3 separate regions of the Mus musculus genome follow, and all the other regions are linked to region 1. A link is a contact called in public HiChIP or PLAC-seq data. All regions are on one chromosome and are shown on one strand. The core of a region is the stretch at or near the end of the contact, and the rest is flanking DNA. Distances in the headings are between cores, read along the strand shown. Region 1 has its middle 32 kb from the start of Gm33643. Region 2 has its middle 12 kb from the start of Gm39349. Region 3 holds the start of B930092H01Rik (RIKEN cDNA B930092H01 gene).

Region 1 (2,589 bases), core at 53-2,552:
GCCAGGAAGCCTGTTAGGCCCCTTAATCTAGTGTTGATTTCTTCTTGACTCTGCCTGTCTTCACCTTTTGTGTTCTCAGCCAATTCACCTGAGGAAGAAGACAGAGGTCAGACAGATGCTCGGCTCTCTCTGCCTCAGCACTGGCACGCTCTTCCCTCATTCTTGGCTGTGTTGGAACACATCCTAACAAAGCCCTTTCTATTGTCCTCGGGAATTTACAAGCCACAGCACATTCTGGGATTTGGCCACTCCATCACTCACCTTACAGGCTGAGGGTGGGGAACTTGGTTCTCTATCTCTTTTGGCTGGATCTCTTGCCCTCTGTCCTTTAAAAACAAAACAAAAACCTTGACTCCCCTGAAGCATCATGGGAAAACACAGGATCTCTGCAATTGCTTCTGTAAAATGACTTATTTCTGTCTTCTCATAATTGGAAGACATCCCCCATCCTTCTGGAACTATCTTCCTTTTCTAGAGTTCCCAGCTCTGCTTCTCCTGAGCCTCTTTCTTGAGTCTATAAATAGCAGTAATGTTAGCATTAAATATTTGCATACTAGTGAGGCAGATTCAAACACAGTCTGTCTGGCTCCCCAGCCTGGGGGAATTACATGGCTATTTGTTATGAGGATTTCCTTGTGGGGGTTGGGAGGACTAGGCAACACATCCTATGTACATCCCCTCTTCAAAAGGCCCTAATAACAAATAGGTATGACTCAGCCCAAGTTCACTCTGAGAAACCAACAAGTTTATTAGGATTACTAACAGATCAGTAAATAAAGGGTTATGGGCAGCACGAGTGGCCTTAAAGCTGCCACACTGGAAAGTCTGCACCCAGCAGGCATGGTAACTCCTACACGGAGATGCAGATTGAGCCTGTCCCTAGTCCCTCCCAGCCTGTAGACTTCTTGCCTTTTCCTGAGGTCATGTGCAATCAGGACAGAATTGTGCATAACTGGTTAGAGAAAGGGCTGTGTCCTCTCTGCCCCTCCTCCTACAAGGGATGGCCAACCATTGGCAAGCCCAGATGTGATACAAGCCCAGATGTGATGCACGCTTTTGCAAGTGGACACAGCTTTACTCCTGAAAGTGAGTTTGGTTCGGAAGATATTCCTGTCCACTGGTCTGCCCTGTGTCTCTGGGTTTCTAGAATCTACTTTCATGACTCTCACACTGTCTTTGTTTGAGTCTCACCAGACATAGATGCCAAGAAAAGAATGTGGGCACGATAAGGGTTGGGAAAGAGTAGGAGTGTTAAAGGAGAGGTGACTCAATGGATACACAGTGCTCTCTCTGTAAACACGGGGACCAGAGTTTCAGCCGCAGAGCCTTTGTAAGCCAGATATAACATTGCACACCAGAAGTGGAGATAAGGGACTCTGGGGGCTCACTGTCCAACCAGACCAGTGAGAGACCCTGTTTCAAAAACGACAGAGTATCAGTCCTGAGGAATGATGCCTGAGGTTGTTTTCTCTCTCTCCTCCCTCCCCCTGCCCCACGTGAATATGGACATATACACACAGATGCAAAGGAGTTTTTGAGAACTGATCTTACAATTACAGTAGGTAGTGAACTGAGGCACAAAATAAAAGAACCTGCCTGACACAGTGTGTGTGTGTTATCCTGCAGGCTGCTGCTGGGAGCAACCAAAGCTTAACCCACTGGGGAATCTCAGGGAGATCCCCTAGAGCACACTTCAGTGTCCCCCAGCAAAGGGAAAGGAAGCGATTACCCAATTCTCCAACTCTGAATGGCAGTGAGAAGCTTCCAGAAGCATTAACTCCTGGCTGCCTGGGTTAGACTCGATGCACAGTCTTGGGTGTTCACAGTAGATAACAGAGGACTGTAGTGGGAATGGCCTGGTCTACATAATGTATTGTAAGCTGCTTGTATTCCAGGATAGCCCTGAAGGGCTTTTAAGTGCCTGTGCTCCTGGTGGGTCTGCCTTTGGATCTGACTGCATCTCTGCCTCACTCTCTTCTAACTCCTGTCTCCTGTCCCTGAAACTCACTCCACAGGTGGCTTTCCAACAGTATTCAACAGGCATCCCACTCACTAAATTATAGCTGAGGCTCTTACTTCACTGTTGCCCATCCCCGCTCTTTCCCCTTTGCTGTGCCTACAGCCCTTCCCAGCCTCTGATGGAAGGCGTGTCTGCACCGCTCACCTCTGGAAGCCACTGTGTCTTCCTGACTTGCTTTGACCAAGGCAGTGTATCATACTGGCTTTTGAGTCTTACTCTTAGTGTATTTCAGCTTCCCTTATGCTCCCTGAACACCCTTCCTCTGGGATGTAAACAAACCCCTTCCAACTGTCTCACTCAAGAGCTGTGTGGGGGAACTGAGGCGCGCAGCCAGTAGCCAGTACCATCTGAGGCCTTCTCAGCTAGATAGTCCTGCCGAGCCATCCTAATGTTTGTTTGTTTAATTATTTATTTTGTTTATTTATTATTTATCTGTAGGTGGGTGTATGCCTTAGGTGCTTCCCAGCTTCTATTTTTGAGAAATGACCTCTTTGGATATCACCAATTCATCTGGCTGATCAGCAAGCTTTGTCTCCCCCTGTCCCCGCCCCGCTTCTTACCATAGTGTG
Region 2 (2,589 bases), core at 49-2,548, 450 kb after region 1:
GAATGAAAACCCGCAAGACAGCTCAGTGGGTGAAAGAGCTTGGCGGGGCCAGCCCGGTGACATCTGTTCAAGCTCTGGAACTCAAAAAAGGCGGAAGGAGAGAACCAACCCCAAAAAGTTGTTTTCTGTCCTCCACACACTGTCCCTACACACACACACACACACACACACACACACCTTTAAAGCTGAGTAGGAATGAAATCCTTTGCTGGGGCGTGGTGAGGGGACTGGGAATGTGCACATTCAGCAAGTTCCGCACAGCACATGGTACTGGATGCTCAATGCATGCCTAGTGACAAACATCCAGGTAGCTCCAAATGCTCTCTCTGCCCCCTTTTTCTCTTTTCCTTCCACACTTACTCTCTGGGTCCCTACTGATTGTGGTGAGAAGAGAAAGCCTTCATAGAATGGATGATGATCGGACCCAGTATATGAGAAGAGGTGACTCGAAAGGAGGGAAGGTGTGGACAAAGGCTGGGAAGACCATGTGCATAGTCAGCAATGCAGGGACAAATGTCACAGCAGAAGGTCACTCACGGATACTACCTACCTTCAGTAGAGGGCTATCCTCAGCACAAGAGAGAAAGAGCTGCATTCTGAAGTCAGTGCGCCAATCAGGAAGATTCCTTGATATGCCTGCCCATAACCCTGAACTGCGAAAATTTTCCTTGGGAAATGAGTCAGAGTTGGGTGAACAGAAACTTAGTTCTGAGCACTGGGAGATGGCTTGGTGGATAAGAGTGTCTAATGTTCACACATGAGATCCTAAGTTCAAATCCCCAGGACCTATGTGGAAGCCAAGTGACCCTCTTGTAACTCTAGCACTGAGGAGAGTGGAAACCAGGGATTCCCAACTAGCACAACCCTCAACTGGGAGCTCCAGCCTCAGTGAGACCCTGTCTCAAGGGGACAAGGCAGACAATAGCAGGTCAGAGCACCTGATGCCCTCTGCCGCTAACTAATTCATGTGAACAGTCATGTGCCACCACTACCCTCAGCCTTAAGACAAAGGTGAGAGAGACAGAAACTTTTATGTGAGACCTAGCTCTCTGCTGAGGCCTACACCTCCTGACTGAAGTCCCGAGTCCCCTCCAAAGTCCTAGGACATTCTCCCCAAAGCACAGAGCCTAACCTTCTCTTTCCCTTCTGTTGCCAGAGGCTGCATTTCTGGGTGACCACATTTGCCCCCGGGATAAGTCTTTTCCCTTCTATTTGCATTAGTAACTGCTCAAAGTCCCACGAGGCCCTGGAGCCCAGCCAGCCACATCCTCTCACACTGGACCAATTGTTTGTGGCAAATGCCTTGCTTTTGAACTCTGGACCTCTGAGAGGAAACAGTTTCAATAGGAATAACTCGGAACTCTCCCAGGCCCTGCCATCTGGGCGTCTGGAATGGAGCTTCCAGGATATATGGCTCTTTTGAAGGAAGCCCATTCAATGGATGATTGTACTCTCATTTAATATGCCTGGGAGTGGTCTTGTATACTGGCCAGTGGAGGGTTTTTTTTTTTTTTTTTCATTCAACACTTACTGATCTCTTACTGTGACTGAGATACTGAGATGGATATGGGGGGGAAAGCAGGGACCTTATTTCCTTACTATTTACTTATTTACTTGGTCGGTAGGTCATTTCACAAGCACCCACGCTGGTCATGAACTCACTAGGTAGTCAAGGATAAACCAGAACTTCTTTCCTCCTGTCTGCACGTCTGGAGTGCTGGGATTACAGATGTGTGCCCCACATTTTATTTAATTCCTGCTTTTGGTGGGTTTGGACAAAGAGCATGAAGTATTAAATTCTATTTCATGGGGTCATGGGGCTGAAGAGATAGCTCAGCAACTGAAGAACACTTATTCCCTTTGTAGAGAACCCAAGTTCAATTCCCAACACCCACATAGTGGTTCATAAACTTCTGTGACTCCAGTGCCAGGGGACCCAAAGCCCTCTTCTAACCTCCTCAGGAACCAGTCACACACACATGGTGCACACACATCCATGCAGGTGAAATACCCATAAAATAAGATAAATAAATGTAAAAATATTTTTAAAGTTATTGTTCTATAACTTCCTTGGTGCACTGCGTAGGGCAAAAGATGAGTTTCTGGCTCTGAAATGTAGAAGGTTCCAGAATGTTAAGGAATGACTGTCAAGGATGGGAGATATTTCTCAGGTCTCCTCTTTGGGTCCCATAGCAACCTACGACAGAGGCTGATAAAGCCCATTGCCTAAGCCCCTCCCCACAGTGATCAAGGACCTGAACACTCATCCCACGTCCCTTGACTCGGGTCACTGGACAGCTCCTGACCTCTCAGGCCACCATGGATACCACACAAGCAACCTTGCTCAATCCTCCCAGAACTGTGCTGAGCTTCCCTCATTTGTCTTCGAGTGTGTGGCGTGTAGGAGATGGGGACCCATTTCTGGGAGACTCAAAAGCCAGGCCTGCCTGGGATCTCCATCTGCCTTGATTTTCTGGCTCAATAAAAGAGACTGGGCAGACAGAAGTGACCTCCCTTGGCAATGTGCAGATAAATGATAGTTCATGTTGGCCTTGGGGTTAAGGGTTGGGACAGTCGGGGAAGCACAGG
Region 3 (2,589 bases), core at 31-2,530, 390 kb after region 1:
ATGAAGTGCAGGCTGCTCCAGAGAGGCAAAAGCAGCCAGGGCAGGAATTCAAAGACACAAGAGTTGCAGGTTGCCCACCTGCTACACATGTGAGCAGGGTGTTTCTGGATGGCATGTGGAACACGTGACTCTTCCACCCTCTGAGCCACCTCACTTGCCTCCTACCTTCTGTTTTGAGAAGCAGTCACTTGTCCAGAGGCCAAAGGCAGCACTGATCTCTTTGTTACAGCCCTGTTAAAAGAGGAGCCAGGTGTGAGTGCGCACACCTTTAATCCCAGCCCTTGGGAGGCAGAGCTGGTGGATTTCTGAGTTGGAAGCTAGCCTGGACTATAGAGTGAATTCCAGGACAGCCAGACTGCATAAAGAGACCCTGTCTCCAAAAAAAAAAAAAAAATGCCATTAAAATATAAGATTTAAATAACTTTAATTATAAAACCACCGTTTTTGCATCTTTTACAGAGAAGATTAAGAGACAGAAACTTCTTTTTTTTTTTTTTTACACATGTCATTTGCTGTCTCTCCCACCAAAGCTGGGGACGTGGTTCAGTTAGTAGAGTTCTCGCCTTTTATCCATGAGTCCTTGGGTTCAATCCCCAGGACTACATAAACCAGTCATGATAGCACATGCCTGTAATTCAGTCTTTGAGGAAGAGGAGGAGGCAGGAGGATTAGAAGTTCAGGCTGATTCCATTCTCAGCTACTCAGAAGTTTGAGGCCAGCCTGGGGGGAGGGGAGCACTTAGCCACACTCCCAGCAGGCAGCTCAGGGTAGTCTGTGGAACAGTCCTGAGCACTGCAGGAAACCCAGGCCTTTCTGACCTCCCTGGCTACAGCCACACCTGCTCCATTGAATGCCCACATGGCCACCTGTTCCCGCTGACATCCCCCCCTCAGCTACGGCTGCTCCACCGGCCCTTTGTCCCAGATTTTCCTTCTACATGAGGCCTTTAATCTTTGCAGGGTTTTTTTTCCTCCCTTAACATCCCTGATTCTCTTGTGAAATGCAAATTAATTAGCGTCTAATTACTCACTCATCCCTGAGTCTGTAGCCTTCTCTGTCAGGTTTCTGTTGAACATCTCTCTCATCAGCCGAGAACACAGCCCATTAGGAACAATGTAGTTTAGGAGAGGCAGGCGGCCCCTCCCCCTGCCTCTCAGGCTTTGTCAGAAACCATTTAAGCAGAAGGTTCCAGAAGCACACCCATTCCGACTAGAGGGGGTGACCCCACCTACCACTCACTTCAGTCACCAGCATCATTTCAGGGAACCGATTGTGGATTGTGCCTGGGGCTGCCCTAGGCCAAAATAGGAAAGCCAGGCTCTCGCCTCAGGGAGGCTGCCCATTGGGGAGCCAAGATCTCAGTGTGTGAAACTGCCTGTGCCCTCCCTGCCAGCTGGGGAGGAAATGTGGAGCATGCCCAGGGACACAGTGTAGTCTTTCGACCCAGACGGCTGAGTTTTAGTTTAGGAGGAGGTGGCGGCCAGCCTTGGCCCACAGTCTTCCTGAAGCCAATCTAAAGACAGAACATGGGGTTAACTCACCAACTCTCTGGAAGACCTACAGTCTGGGTCCCTCAGAAGAGGATGGGCTCAGCATGGGAGACTGAACCCAATAGGGGTTTTGCTGGGTATGGGTGGCTTGATGTGTGAATATGTGTGCATGTGTGTGAGTGAGTACATGTGAATATGTATGTATACATGTCCTCTGTGGAAGCCAGAGGTCATTGCACAGGAACCCCTCTACCTTGTTCTTTGGATCAAGATCTCTCACTAGTCTTGAACTTGCAAACTCTGCTAGGCTGTTCCAAGGATCTTCTCTCCATCTTCCCGGCACTGAGATTAAAGATGTGTAACACCATAGTTGCCTTTACCAGGGTGCTGGGGATCGAACCCAGGTCCTCATACTTTCACAGCCAACACTCCTGCCCTGAACCTCTCTGAGTGAGTACTGTTCTTAACCTCTGGTGACTGTTGCTCTCTTTCTTGGAAGGTGCTTTGAAACTGTATAAGCTGGGCCTGTTGAGAACACCTAGCCCCAAACCTCCACACTTCTGATGAGTATGGAGAGATGGCTAGGATTCAGAGGAAGGGGACCTCCTGGGAAAAAACACCCCTCCCAAATTCTGCCTTGAAGGGACTGCCACCCATACCTGTCCCCTCCTACCATCTCACTGGGACCCATGCAAGGAGTAGCTCATAGAGTTCTGTTGGCCTCAGGTTGTCTGGCTCTCCTCTGCCTTAGAACAACAGGTCAAAGCCTGACCAGGGGTTAGATGTCCTGATTCCCAGTTCATTGCTTTCCTAAGATGCCAAGCAGTTCCCCTGAAGCTGAGGGAAAGCGGCAGACCTGGCTGCTCTTGGCCGATGGAGAGCAACTCTGCCTCCACACTCTCTGCCTCCAGTGGTCTAGCATCCAGGTCATTGGACCAGCATCCATAAACTGATGGAGAGGAATGATTCTGGGGGGGGGGGGGGGGGGAACAGACACATTCCTGGGAGAAAGTCCCCGTCTCTGTAGCTGAGAACTGAGGAAGAACACTTCAGTGGCTGAGGCGGGAGACAAGCCAAGTGGGAAGCAAAGGCTTCAATA

What was found. HiChIP or PLAC-seq counts read pairs in DNA pulled down with a chosen protein or histone mark.
Region 2: a contact with region 1 is called in a FOXA1 HiChIP or PLAC-seq map of pancreatic cancer cells. The contact joins two enhancer-like sites. A contact is called at or near these places in 5 of 39 promoter capture datasets (the 3T3-L1 cell line, 3T3-L1-derived adipocytes, hippocampal neurons and 1 more), 6 of 484 Hi-C or Micro-C datasets (the AML12 cell line, bone marrow-derived macrophages, embryonic fibroblasts and 2 more), 9 of 115 datasets of contacts at active chromatin or transcription factors (craniofacial prominence, embryonic basal ganglia, embryonic forebrain and 6 more) and 1 of 9 other capture datasets (embryonic stem cells).
Region 3: a FOXA1 HiChIP or PLAC-seq map of pancreatic cancer cells shows a contact between it and region 1. The contact joins the promoter of B930092H01Rik here to the enhancer-like site in region 1. A contact is called at or near these places in 1 of 39 promoter capture datasets (the SN4741 cell line), 2 of 484 Hi-C or Micro-C datasets (bone marrow-derived macrophages and uterus) and 2 of 115 datasets of contacts at active chromatin or transcription factors (embryonic stem cells and pancreatic cancer cells).

Annotation. Positions count from the first base shown.
Region 1 is chr9:60,899,394-60,901,982 of GRCm38.p6, forward strand. No RefSeq gene overlaps it. Among named protein-coding and RNA genes, the nearest start is that of Gm33643, 32 kb to the left of the region's middle. Within about 2 kb of position 1,303, at least 38 of the 459 cell types and tissues checked have an H3K27ac peak or open chromatin away from gene starts, as enhancers often do. A contact at or near this core is called in pancreatic cancer cells, where this site is marked.
Region 2 is chr9:61,349,998-61,352,586 of GRCm38.p6, forward strand. No RefSeq gene overlaps it. Among named protein-coding and RNA genes, the nearest start is that of Gm39349, 12 kb to the left of the region's middle. Within about 2 kb of position 1,299, at least 45 of the 459 cell types and tissues checked have an H3K27ac peak or open chromatin away from gene starts, as enhancers often do. A contact at or near this core is called in pancreatic cancer cells, where this site is marked.
Region 3 is chr9:61,292,529-61,295,117 of GRCm38.p6, forward strand. B930092H01Rik (RIKEN cDNA B930092H01 gene) reads right to left here and starts at 1,281. Exons shown (of 5, transcript NR_045334.1): 1 at 1,240-1,281; 2 at 166-231.